Linked DNA regions of Gasterosteus aculeatus: region 1 is linked to region 2. A link is a contact called in public Hi-C data. All regions are on one chromosome and are shown on one strand. Each heading gives the region's core, a stretch centred on a gene start, on an enhancer-like site or on the middle of the called end of the contact. The rest is flanking DNA. Distances are from core to core; before and after follow the strand shown. Region 1 holds the start of LOC120832032 (AT-rich interactive domain-containing protein 3B). Region 2 overlaps LOC120832032 (AT-rich interactive domain-containing protein 3B).

Region 1 (6,997 bases), core at 4,066-6,565, 33 kb after region 2:
GGGAGGGAAATCATCAAGCCCCTCGTAATTGATCTTATCAAATGCATTACCACGTACAACAAAAAACGGCTTGCGTTATTGGCTGAAAAATGGAAAGGAATTGGGAAGCATTCAAACCAGTTTCCTTCATGGAATCACAGGACGTCAGTCACACTAAGAGCACTAATGCAATGCCTGAATACGGAGGAATTCAAAAGGAGCCACCGATCAGTCAACTGCCAAGAACCCCTGATACGTATTAATCAGCCACGCGATGCAATAAGTAATGTACTCGTGTCAGTTTCTTTGTCCTCTTGCCTTGTCATTATCTTCTCGCGGTGAAAACAGCAAATCTGCCCACTTTACATTCATTCTTCGGAAAGCGCGGGCGCACACACACACGCGCACACACACTCACGCACGACTCCGCTACCTGGCTCACAGCCAAACCAGCGCAAAGAGTGGAGTGCCAAAACAGACGCACGCACCCTCTCCGTCTCTCTCTCTCAGTTCCAGCAAACAAACCATCCAACTGGCGCTCTGTCACGCTCATAAGAGTGAAACGCAAGACACAATCCGTGTTGCGCAGGCACGATTAAAACAATTAATCGCCGAGGGATTATAGCGACGCGCCGAGGGGCCAGTGTAAGTTTGTTTGTAAGCGGAGCGCGGGGGTGGGGTGGGTTGTATTACAGGGGTCACCCAGCCTCTGTCCCACCGCGGGGGTGACCAAAGTGCTGAGGCCGGCTGGCCGCCCACCCTAGCGCGCGCTCTCTGCGACGCCTTTGTCCATCCCCTTGTTTGACAATTATTTACTCTGCTGTTAAATGACAGGGCTGAGGTCACCGCACATGCATCACTGACATAAAAGCACTGGCTACCCGTGTCCGTCCACCCCCATCTGACCTGCACGGGCCCCCTCGCCACTCAAAACACTTAGGAGTACAGGACTAAGAGACATGGCTAATCAAACAAGTGTCAGGGGAGCGTCGCTGCCGGCGACTAAGCATTATGTTGCTCCTTCAGCAATTCGGGCTGGTTGTTTGCCATTACTCTGCAGGGCGCCCCTCAGGTTCCACACATTGTTCAGGAACTACATGTGACCTTTGCAATCATCCCTTTTCAGTGGCTTCATGGATTGGTGATTTAGCAAGAGGACATGAACATCCTGTTTCTCTCTTCAAGCTGCTACGGACGAAATCAGCAGCCACTCTCTGCACGTTCCGCTCGGGATCCAGCGCACCGCGGCGTCTCTGTCAGAGTGCTCACAGCATTCACACACACACACACACACACACACACACACACACACACACACACACACACACACACACACCTCGGGTGCTTTGGGTAAAAAGGCTGACTGGACGCATGAGATGTAAATGGTCCTTCGTGTTAGCCATCCCCCCCCCCGGCCTCCGTCACCGCTTTTCAGAATATAATAAATGAGTTGCTGCCCGCATTATTAAAGGTGGTCGGTATTCGCGGCATCTGCCAGACTCGTCTCTTGAAGACAATTACATCAAAAAAAAAGAAGAAAGAAAACTGTTCCCCTGCCTCCACTGCCCCCTCCCCCCCTCCAGCAGTGCAACCTGAAACTGCCTGAAGAGATGAGCCGTCATTAAATACTGCAGAGCTGACATAATGACAGGAAAGATAAAAGAGAGGAAACAAAAAAAAGAAAGAAAAAAAAGGGCCAATTCTCATCCCATAATGCCTCCCCCAAACCACAGGCCTGGCCCGCCTCTCCTAATAAAAGACACCGGGCCGCAGATAGGGCCCTGTTCAGCTACAACTCTGCTGCTGCTATTTTCTGCTCGACATTGAAACAGAGCCCGGCCATCTCGCAGTACAATACTGCTTCACTCTCCACACAATACTGATGATAATGCAGCGTTTTTAAATAATCTCCAGCAAATCCCTGTAAGCGCTGAGGCCCTGGTTGATATACAACTATAATAAAACTGCCCCTCCTCCCGCCTCTATACTACTCCCTTCCCTGAATTAGGAAATGTGCTCTAGAGAAGGGCCATTCAAAGACATTTGCCTTTAAATAGACAGCAATAAAATCCAGACACATGATAGCGCAGCACCCTCAGCCCACTAATCAAGCTCAGATATGTCCCCTGCCTGCTCTTGTGCAACTACAGCTTTTTATATCACCCACATGCTGCTGCTGCTGAGCTCTTCAACCTGCTACGCCTCATGCCACGCTGCCCAACCACGTGTTACTCGGCTTGGCTCCGTTGGCATTCCAGCGTTTCGTAACACTGTGCTGAGGCAATATTTACCTTCAAGGGAAAGTGCACTTGGCACACAGCCGAAACTCTCGGATTGGTGGTGGGTGGAGGAGGGGGGGCGGGGTTGCTACTGTGTATTACATCCGAACTTCCCACCCACCCAAAATCCTCGTGCTGACCCGACCAACCACCCACAGCCTCACAGCAGCGGTCCTACACCGGCCGACTCCGCTGCCTGGATCAGAGCCAAACCAGAGTGCCAGGAGCAACACACACACACACACACACACACACACACACACACACACACTCACACGGGAGGGAGAGAACTAGCGAGTGTGAACAAATTGCGCCCCAGCCTGGCCCACTGCCAGGACTCACTTAGGGGGGGATTTTCAGCCACCGAAGCCAATCAGCGGTCAACCATGCGAGGAGATTTGTATTGTCTCGCGAATAAACTGCTGAGGAGGATCGTTGCAGCGTTAAGATGAGCAGTCGCTCACAGCAGGGGGCCGTATCCCTTTAAGGGCCACAATGAAACGCGTTTTTAAAATACGCCTGGGATTGGGAGAAGACGCATCCCAATTTATACGACAAGAAGCTCGCTCTGGTTTAATAACTGGGCAAAGGCCCGATTAGGAACTGAAGTAGAAAGGAGGAAATGGGGCGGCCTGGGGAACAAAAAAAAGGGGGGGGGCACTAACCTGTCTGAAGTGATCATCGAAGCCCCAGTCGGCCTGTCCATTTGGAGAGGTAGCAGATTGAGGCCCCGCTGGAGACAGGCCCTCGTCGGGTTCCTGCTTCACTCTGATGGGTGGGGACGCAGCCCTCTGGGGCGCCGACGCGGCGTAACTGCCAAACGGCCGGGCCGGGATGCGGGACGCGGTCTGCTGCAGCGCCAGGGTCTGCTTGCGGAGGAACTCCAGGCCGCTGGCACTTCCCTCGTCCTCGTCGCTGCCCTCGTCGCCCTCCATCATCTCGTTGTCGTCGTCCTCGTCCCCAGAATCCCGGCCTCGGTCCTCGTCGTCCTCCCTTTCGGAGTCCACACTGCTCTGATTGGAGACCCTAGGAGGCAACCCGACGCCGGGGACCACCCCGGCCAGGCCCTTGCCCATGAAGCTGGCCCCGGACGCCCGGGCAGCCGCCAGGATGGCCTGCTGGGCGGCGACCTGCTGAGCATACATGATGTGGGCCTCTCGCAGCTTCCTCTCCTTGCGCTCCATTTCCAGTCGGGCCTGCTGCTGGCGCTGGAGCTGCTCCATCACCGCCTCCAGCTTCATCCCCCCCGTAGAGGCGCTCTGAGGAAAGGCCACGCCAGGCTCCTGAGACATGCTGGGCTGTGGGAGGAAGGGAAGGAGGCACGGATGACATGCTGAAATCTAATTAGCCCTTTATCTCATTACACAGGATGAAATGAAACACATGTAAGGCACATGCACCCCTACCCACCAACAAAAAAAACACAGTAATCACAGGTAGGAGCCGTTTTTGTAGAGAACCCAAAACAGGACGAATCCAACAGTTTAATTCCCGTCAGGTGCACTATGAGGAGGTTGCTCAATTGGATTATATTTGCTAATAGACAAGATCCTCCCGGTTGATCTTAAAGACCTGAGCATGTGAGGAAGTGGAAGCAGGAACATGCAGTAATGTCATTGGGTACATGACAAAGTAGCAAGGCCAGAAAAAAAGACTATCCGTCCGAAAGAAAACGTTTCAGTGAGTCCGCGCAGATCACAGCGACACGTTAACACCACAAAATTGAGTTATTCACCAGCGGAGTCAGTTTTGTTAGGACTTTTCTCAGGAGTAGTACGGATATTAATCACATCGAAGCCATAACATACACGTCCAAACGCCTTTAACAAACCAAGAGGTATAAAATTGCCCCAAACTGCTGAAAACGTTGTGACTCATGACCGAGGCTATAATTCACGCTAGCGGACGTTACCGAACCAGAGAGATGAGCGCAAACAGCTGGAGCTTTATTCCTAAGTGAAGAAGTTATAAACTGAACGTCTTAACAAAGACAAACAAACAACGACCGACCAGAAAGACAACGTTAAAACTTTTTTCCCTTTAAGGGAAAAAAGTTAACACCTTTTTCCGCGTTAGCTCCCGTTAGCTGCCACATGCTCGAGACGCGTAGATAACGTGCGTAACGTCACGTTTACGGGCTTTACTTTGCGTTACCGCAGCGACGAGCGACGGCGGAACGTTAGCGGCACTCGTTTCAACGAGGCTTCGCAGCGTTACAACGAGTGGAGAGAAGAAGAAGAGGGGAAAAGGGCGACGTACCTTAAGGTCGACTTAGCGTGAAAGTTGCCCTCTCCTCGCTTTAACGCGCTCTCGCTGCCGCACGAGCTCCCGTTAAGTGAGGCCGCCGCACCGCGTCTACCGGAGGCCGAACACGTCAGAGGAAAAAGGTGGAAAAACGGCGCCGGGCATTACCGCCACTCACCATATGTGCCTTACTGCCGCTCGAGTTGTCCACCATCCCTCCTACCGTCCTTCCTTCCTTCCTTCCGTGTCTTTTCTCGTCCTTTCCTCGCCCGTGGCACTCGCTTGTAAACACGCACACGCGCGCGGGGCAGAGAGGCTGTGCACGCGCCGTGGAAACCGACTGACCCGCCGGCGGAGAAGCGCTCTTCGAACTCTCTACCTGCGTGTTTCGGGTCTTTTTTCTTCTTCTTTTTTTTTCTCTCCCCCGCCCTCCCAGTGATTTTCTTCGTTAATGTGAAAGGGGACCGGCAGGAAAACGGCCCGATCTCATATCTCGGAGAGCGCGGAGGTAACTCCCTTCGGTGGTTTCTCTCTTCTCTTCCTCCCCTTCCATTGACACCCCCCGCGCGGCGCACAGCGGCGTTAGGCCCGCCCAGCGACGGCGACGCGCCTCACTGGCTTCACACCTCCGCGAGCCTCCGTCCGATCGATTCACCTGTAATCGATCGTACCTGCCTTCGTTTGACGATGCGGCGCTGCGCAGGCTGGATCAACAGATGTAGGTGTGCGTTACTTAAAAGGGACGTTAATAGCAGCGTATCTTAAACAGAAAATAAAGAAGCTTAAAGCAAAATTGTCAAATGGTAATGTCTGCATACTTAATAATATGATAGGGATTACAGTGCAATGTTTAAATAAAGCAATACAAAAACCCCTCATTGTATTAGTGAATTGCAGCATTTCACTGGGGGCGAAGCATGGCTTCATGCTGCCCCCTTGTGGCAACAATGACGACTATATTTACAATGGCCAAAGAATTTAAATGCTCTCCTGATACTCCTTAGACAGTTATTGCACATGGAAGTATCGATAATAATCTTTATTTTGAACCAATAAACAGTACAATCAAATAATTAAAAAAGTGTTTATCATCATAAAATAAAGTCATTGCATGTAGCACTCAATAGCATAACAACGTTGCATAACAAGCGGATTGTCCCAATAGTTGCATAGTACAGGTGAGTCAAGTGTACTTGCTACTAACCACTGGTGTCAAGTGCAATATTTGTGTACAGAGGAACATCGTGCAGAGCCAGGGTCGGGGTCAGGGGTCAATACAGCTCTTGCATTTAAAGCATTTTACCTCACGCTTGTTATCAAGTGACTCACACTTGGTGTAATAGCAGAATCCGCCTTTATTCCTAAATCCCCCACATTCGGACGACAGAGTCCGCAGAGGAGAAACGGATCATTCATGATGTGTGACAGCAAGCTTTTTCCTCGCAAAGTCTTCAACTAAATGTGTGAATTGTACAAATCAAGTGCTCCCACTTTTTTCCTACCAGAAAATGTCACTTTCCTCACGAACATAAAGAATCTCGTTGAAAACAGTGAGTGCTGTCACTTGCTAGGACATTTAACGCTCAGTTCAAAACATAAAATATGACCCAGACTGAAACGGAGTAACAACACATACATCTTTTGAAGTGGGAAAAGAAAAGGATTGCCATGTTCACCACATCCTCGTCTATTGTGTGGAAAACGGCAATCGACACGTCGCAACAACAAAAAAAGAAAATAATTCTAACACAAACGGATGTATGCAAATATGGGCAGCAAATAACAAGGGTATCCAAATGCGTTAATCCTTATGCAAATGTGGCTTACTGGTTTTGAGCAGTAACTAATAGACTAATAAATATATAAAGCCTTGTAACTCAAATCCAGCCTCCACAGACACACATTTGATGTGTTTGAGATGACGCAGGAAAAGTAATCAATTCAATGAGAAAGTGTCCAAACCTTTGACTGGTCCTGTAACTACACACATACGCCTTAAAAAGGACACAATCCCTTTGTCGGGGATCTGACATCATATAGTTCACTTTCAACCTTTTTTGTAAAAGCTTTTTTCTTGAACATGTTTCAGGGGTTAAACTCATTTTCTACAAGACAAAGATTGTACAACACATCGGTTAATCCGTCAAAAGGACATTAGCAGCTCATCTGCCAGCATGTTTTGGGTCCTACACGGCAGTGTAACATTTGGCGCTCTTGCAGACGGGGGATCGCTCGTGGGACTTTTTTCCTGGTATGTTGCCGTTTGCTCAACGACGGCCTGTAAAAAAAAGTAATAAAACTCTTTGTCTTCACAGACAGAGAGCAAATACTATGGGAGGAGCAGAGAATAACTGAGTCAGCCTTCTCTTCTACACTTTAGTTCAGGTTTTTCTAGATAGCTGAAAAAAATAAATGAATTGAATCTCAATCATCTGAGGACCTATTTACATTTAGTTATCTGCTTCTAATAAAAAAAAAAACACAGAATGGAGTTG
Region 2 (6,542 bases), core at 272-2,771:
CCGGTGTAGTTGTTTGCATTTCAGCGTCGTTGCTCACTTCACTTTGGAGAAGACTCTGGAGGCACCGGGAACAGCGCCGCCGCGAGACTGCTTCATTAAGCCACGCAGGCCTCTAGTACGCAACTATTGGGTATTTCACCTCCTCGCAAAGCCCTGATTTGTCCACTTCGGCTGTTTTGAGCCAATCTGTAATTGGCTGCAGGCTTCACCTCCCATCATCCTTTGCCCTGGACTGATTTCCCCCCAGGGACAGGGCCATCAGGAGCCTAGTGATTAATGGCACCAGGGGTCAGAGGTTGCTCTGGTGGGAAGTGCCGTGGCTGAGGGCCCCCGAACCACTCCCTAGTCCTTCCTCCGACTTCCACAGCGAACACAAGAGCCACACGGCTCGTCTTCAAACGGCTAGACTTCAAATGATAAGAGATACAGATAGAGAGGAGAAAGAAAGGGTCCAACAAAAGCAGATCTCTCGGGGATAAAACGGTGGGACCGGGTTTCATATTGATGCATGTTTTGATAATCCGTGCAGATAATCAATATCTTTTTACATGCTTAATTTCATGGCCGTGATGATTTCCCAGCAGAGAAACCATTTACATCATGCTGAAACACATCTTGCCATGGACACAACACAATGATAATAAAACACGTTCACGCAAACTCAATTATATATAAAATATGATGTAATCCTGTAAAAAGCCTTTTAGCCATCCTTAAGGGGCTGAAAAACATTGATCAGACCATACGCAATTTGTAATAATTACTGGCAGTGGCCCCATGCGCTCAGCAAAGGCAACAGACGGAGACAGCCTGTCCATCTGAATCAAACAGTCACATTTCCCACCTCACATCTCGCTTTCCATCTAAATAGAGAAAGAAAAAAAGAAAAGTAACAGGGTCATTTTATCTGACCCCTGACCTATTTTTAGTAGGAAACAGCTGTTCACATTAAAGGGGCTTCTATAATAAATCAATTGGGTGGCACCAGTTGTGGTAAATTGCATATCGCTGACTTCACATGATGGGCATTTTCTAAATTAAGTGACAGAGCGACAACCAACCAGCAGACAACACAGGAAATGCATTTTTCCTGAATGAGCACCGACTGGCGTGCGGTTTCACCAGCAGCTTCTGATGATCTGACAGGAAAGGGATCGGCACAGAAGGGGACTCCGTATCGCCTCAGGGTCTTTGGTTCATCCCGCCATTTATTCAGTTGGATCATTCTACTTTTTATTTTCCTTTTTTTTTCATGGATGTGTATGTTAAGAGCGCATAGGATGGGAAAACCATGATGGAGCAGGGTGGGAAAAAAAGAATAAAGAGACAGAGAGAGACTACAGAGACACTAAAAAAAAAAAACATTTTTGGAGCTTTCAGGAGAAGGGAGGATGGAGGAAGGAAGGGAGGGGGGGGGGTGTAGTAACTTGCCAGCTGGAGAAAGACTGGATTACTGCTGTAAGGAAGGTGTCAGCCAACACAAACAGCCCGTGGCAGCGCCTGAGTCCTTTCAGAGCACCAACACCCCAGCCACCCACACCTTCCTCCTTCCTCCACCACATCCCCACACACACACACACACACACACACACACACACCAGATAACACCCGACCAGGGATCTCACTCTCGGCGCTTCACCTCCTCGGCTCAGTTGACGTACACTCACTTAACGTCCAACTGTTGGTCAGATACTAATGCTATAGCAGAAAGCGCGACAAGGACATGTCTGAAAAAGGGTGACGATAAAGTATTACTATGGCTGGTGGTTGAAAGCCGCCTTTGAGTGCTGCGATTCCTGCTTTATTTACAGACGCCTCCAAATTATAAATCCCTTCAGTTACAGAACAGACCAAACCCGTTGTGGGGGGAAAGAGACACTGACAGGTGAGACAAATACCTGGTCTGCACATGCTGCGTTTACACTACGCCGGGCTGTTTAGTTTACACGGCCGTGCGTTGGGGGGGCAGCATATTGTCAGGGAACCTGCTCTGCCGGGGCATGTTTGTTTTATTTTTAATGCACGGCCAGGGACATAAATGGTAAAAAAGCCGAGTGTATGGAACTGGCTATCTTTAGTCCAGGCAGAGCTTGGCACTCGCTTGGCGGACCAATTCATATCAAGTGTTGAGCTATGCACCCTTCACATTCGGGGAAGTTAAATGCAACGTTACCCTATAGATACACCGCTATTCTAAGCGTGACGCTAACGCCACAGCTGATAGAGACACAGACAGAGATAGAAGAGAGAGGGACGGTCGGCTGATGAAGTCTACAATACGGCACCGTCGGCTGCATAGGCTTCATTCATTTCAGTCATGTCAATTTAGTGCAATTCCTGTGATTTGACGGAAGCAGAAACAGACAATAGGGTGAGGAAGAGAAAAAATTGTATTAGCTTTTGCCAATACTACATAACTTCAAAGATAAGGAACACAAAGAGCCAAGAAAACCAAGTCTGTGCGAGTTTCCACCCGAAAAAAGACCCTCATCGATAAAGGCATCAAGTCACATGAATCCATCCCCAGACATTAAGACAATATTGCTCCATCGCTGCTGAACGAGTTACGCCACGGCGTGATGAAACTGTACCGACAAGAGTGCAAATAAAAAGGGGATTGTGGCGAGGACACAAAACAAATTACTGTGCAAGCTCCACGCAAATAAGAGCCAGAGCCGTCACCAGCCACGGCTCAAGAAAGCGTCACCAGTCGCTTTATAGATTAGACAGAATAAAGCAAACTTCGTCAGAGCTGATTTCACCCCCTCGTCTCTTCCACGGTCTCAATAAAAGGAACAAATTACAAAAAGGGTCAAATAAAAGCTAACCGTCGAGGAAGGAACGGTCACTATTTTTACTCCAGAAGCAGCCGGAGAAGCTTCTCAATAGAATTATTACAGCGAGCAGACAGACAAAAGAAGCCGTCTCATGTGCGCGGTCAACTGCTCGGGCATCTGGTGGCCGAACGACGTCGCAAAACCGCAGACGGTCCAGACAACAGCCAGAAGCTGTAAATGTCACCAGGGTGCAGCTCACAAATCGCCTACAAATCATGAGGCTGAATTACACAATCAGTGCCCCGCCCAGTCCAATTTGCCGATGGATCTTGGCACCGGCAAGCGGTACAGTTCATGTGGTGAATCAAGAGGTGTTAACTGGTTCGCCCTGTCTCTCGTTGTCCAGAGAGCCGTCTTTGAACCGACTTAGACTGATGAGTGAGTGAAGAAAAGAAAGAAACAAACAAGGGAAACGTGACACCTTCCCCGTGGGTCGGTCACCTGGTGAAATAGAAAGGGGCGAGGGTTGAAAAGGTTGGGTGGCTCGAAAAGTGAGACGGCCTCTCCGACCGTAACCCAAGTCCCCCAGAGACCCAGAGACCAACTGACTGGACCCCAAACCACGGCGGCCGAGCCAACGTAGAGACAGTCGGATGGGAGGCGACTCGTGTGCTGCGTGGACCTTGAAGGGAACTGGGTGCTCAATTCATGGTGGTTCACAGAAAAGGAAGAAATCGGATTTTAGAAGGAAGCAATTTGGGTTTTTCCGACATACATCAATACCAGTCAAAAGGTTTTTGTATATTCACAGAAGGCCTGGTCATTTTAATTCACAGGAATGTACAACAAATACTTTTAAAAAGATTGTTACATTAAATTATTTCATTTGAAAAAAAATCGTTTTAATATATAATGCAAGCCCAGGGTTTGTATGTTGTTTCATTAAAAGAAAAGTTATGGCTACAATTATATACATGTATAGATTCAGCCCCCATCTGTTTAATGTTTCCGTCTATGCATCCATTCCTTAGTGCCACCCGGCTGCCATGTTTGAAGGTAACCAACCCACTGTCTGGGAATGTTTGTCTTCCATTAACATCTAGTTGACCAGTGAAATTGTGCGAGGGGCTGATGAATTTGCAATGTACTAACCAGAGGCCAGCGCTTTGAGTGTGCTACTGCGATGCCAGAACTCTGTGAACTCACTCTATGATTAATGAATCACTTAACACAACCTCCGTTGCTTCGCACCAACGATTGATTTGACAATGCTTGGCCTTGTTTTTCTAATGTTTTCAGCGCTGTCGGCTATACGCCTCCACAGAGTGCAGAAACCACCTAAACCTGTTGCATAGCTCACACATTTAGTGTGTGGACAACGTTTCTCCGCCCCATCTGTGTATATTTTGGGATTTGGTGTAAGATCTGAGTACTGATTCTTTCAAAACGGTCTTAACTCCGTTGGAAATGTGCTGAAATTGTGTGTCAACTTAACAAAATGGTAAAATGCTACACAGATCATTTCAGTCAGCACTCAAAGTATTCATTCTGGGTATCCAGTTCTGCTTTGAGTGTTTAATGCATTCTTCATTATCTCACCCCTCCATCGGAAGAACAGGCTTCAAAAGACTCCAGCTGTAATGTGATTGCAATAGAAATATCGTCTGGATAAATCTAATTTGTGAGCGAGCTTGTTGATGGAAGGGGCGACCGCAGCAGATGACAGCGGGGACATTTAGAGAGAACGGTGGGGGAGGTGAACATCTTCGTCGACATGCGCAGCAGTTATAAACACTGATGATACAGGCCTGTATTGTGAGTTACAGTCCTGACAATACGAGTTGTTTTCTATCCACAGGTTGGACTACATTACAACACGCATGAACACACTAAGGTATAGGATCACCTCAGCGTGAACACAACGTGTGCATTATTAAACACTAAGTAGCAAAACCGGTTTGCTGTGCAAACACTCTTGATCCATCTGGTTTTCAAACCGCTTTACATATGGAGCACACTCGATGAAGAGAACATGCCCGAGTACATCGGCCCGTGAAAAAACGCTTAATCAGGTTGGTCAAGCGTAGATGAGAACCTCTGCTCTAGATTTACATCGGAGTGATAAAAAGTAACCCACAAGCTTGGCTTGTAAACACCCATCTCTGCTTTTTGCAGAAATGTAAAGAATGTATAAGTCACAGCAACATGACAAAGGTATGTTGTAGGCATAATGGAGGGAGGGGCCGTTGCCAACGACTGGGGATTCTTGAGACAAAGCTGCGGGAGGTTGGACTCGGTTGGCCTTTTTCCACTTGATTAGCTCGAAACTCGGGTAGAATTGATTCAGGCAGATGAGAGGCATATTTAGAATTCATTTTAAAAAAGGCCAATAAGGAGTATGGCTAAGTGGAACAATGACAGGGGAGAGAGGCTATGGGAGATACATTAATTAGAGCAGTGGCCTATTCTTTGGGGATAATGGGATCATCTGTGACAGCCGCCGCTGGTTTAAACGTCAAGCGGGTGACAGTGGTGTCGTCACTGGCAGGTGCAACACTGCGGGTGTCCCTCTCGCTTTCCAGCGAGCTTCATAACACAGCTAACTGCTTCGATCAATGGACACCCGGATTGACAGATAAAGCCATCAACTGACGAGTCCCTTTCGGGGCCAGCACCACTGATCAATACGGGAGACATCAGCTGCTATGAGCCGAGGAGAGCGAGAGCTGTGGTAACACAGGCGATTGGACAGGGGGGAGAGGATGGGTGAGGGGCGGGGGGGGGAAGCGGGGGGGGGGCACTCATCTTGGAAATTTCTACTTCCATCAATGCTCATTACTTTGGGCTCTTGGAATCCATGACGGTGAGTCATATAAATGATCAATGATTCAGCCGGGGCTCTTAATGCAGAGAGACTTCAAATAAGATCAATAGCAGCGACTATAAAAAAAACAAAAATACATTAAAAAAAGACAGCTTATTGCTCAATTTAAAAACAATTAATAGTTCTGAAGGTCTCACACATCTACAAACTTGCTAAACGTTTTTTGAGGAGTTACACACCAATCAGGAAAAGGAAGGTGAAATGCTTCACGTGCGGTTGCAGAGGAGGAAAGCTCATCTCCGCACTCATCCAGCACAAACCTCCACATATCAGTGTGCCCCAAACAACGAACCACATCACCGAGAATGTCACTGACAAAGAGGCAAGTGCACCTCTCATGACCGTTTCTCCCCTCAAATCGAGGGTCTTGTTTTCTATCAGGCCTCCTCTTGCAGGGTCAGGTCTCCCTGACTGCAGCACTGGAAGTGAGCTCAGGGCTGTTTTGCTGGTGTTGGGCTCCTCTGGGGGCTGTAATGCGTTTCATACCATCCATCACAAGGGGTGTGGAGGGCCAGGAAACTTTGCTTTAAGAGCACACACAGGACGCAGATGGAGAAGCAAGACATTCAGATATGCAGAGGCTTGGAAAATGAGTTGAGGCCGGGAGAGCTTCATGAGGAAGCAGCTTCACAAAGAACCCCACAAAGTCAATATCAAATATATGATAGGTAAAAGAATGAAAGGTGTTAGGAACTTAAAGCGACGTCAAGGAAACTGAATCCAATTGGAAATCTAGGGGTCCTTGAAATTAATCTTTTTGACATCTGACATCTTTTACTTAACAAAATCGACTAAAATATAGGGTATGTCTTAATGAAACTGTTAATTTACACCCTTGATCCATCAAGCCATGTTCAGGAGTATTTTAAATATCATTACGC

The links. A called contact is a pair of places that touch in the nucleus more often than the background predicts.
Region 1: a Hi-C map of tail fin shows a contact between it and region 2, with 6 times the contacts expected there. The contact joins the promoter of LOC120832032 here to the enhancer-like site in region 2. A contact is called at or near these places in 6 of 6 Hi-C or Micro-C datasets (blood and trunk muscle, liver, skeletal muscle and 2 more).

What each region holds. Positions count from the first base shown.
Region 1 is chr12:5,872,475-5,879,471 of fGasAcu3.hap1.1, forward strand. LOC120832032 (AT-rich interactive domain-containing protein 3B) reads right to left here and starts at 5,316. Exons shown (of 9, transcript XM_040198058.2): 1 at 4,518-5,316; 2 at 2,924-3,556. The coding sequence starts at 3,550. It overlaps fam219b (family with sequence similarity 219 member B), which reads right to left. Exons shown (of 6, transcript XM_040198145.2): 6 at 5,527-6,997.
Region 2 is chr12:5,843,115-5,849,656 of fGasAcu3.hap1.1, forward strand. The region is part of intron 4 of LOC120832032 (AT-rich interactive domain-containing protein 3B); the gene reads right to left. Among protein-coding and RNA genes, the nearest start is that of LOC120831979, 26 kb to the left of the region's middle. Within about 2 kb of position 1,522, at least 4 of the 9 cell types and tissues checked have open chromatin away from gene starts, as enhancers often do. A contact at or near this core is called in liver, where this site is marked.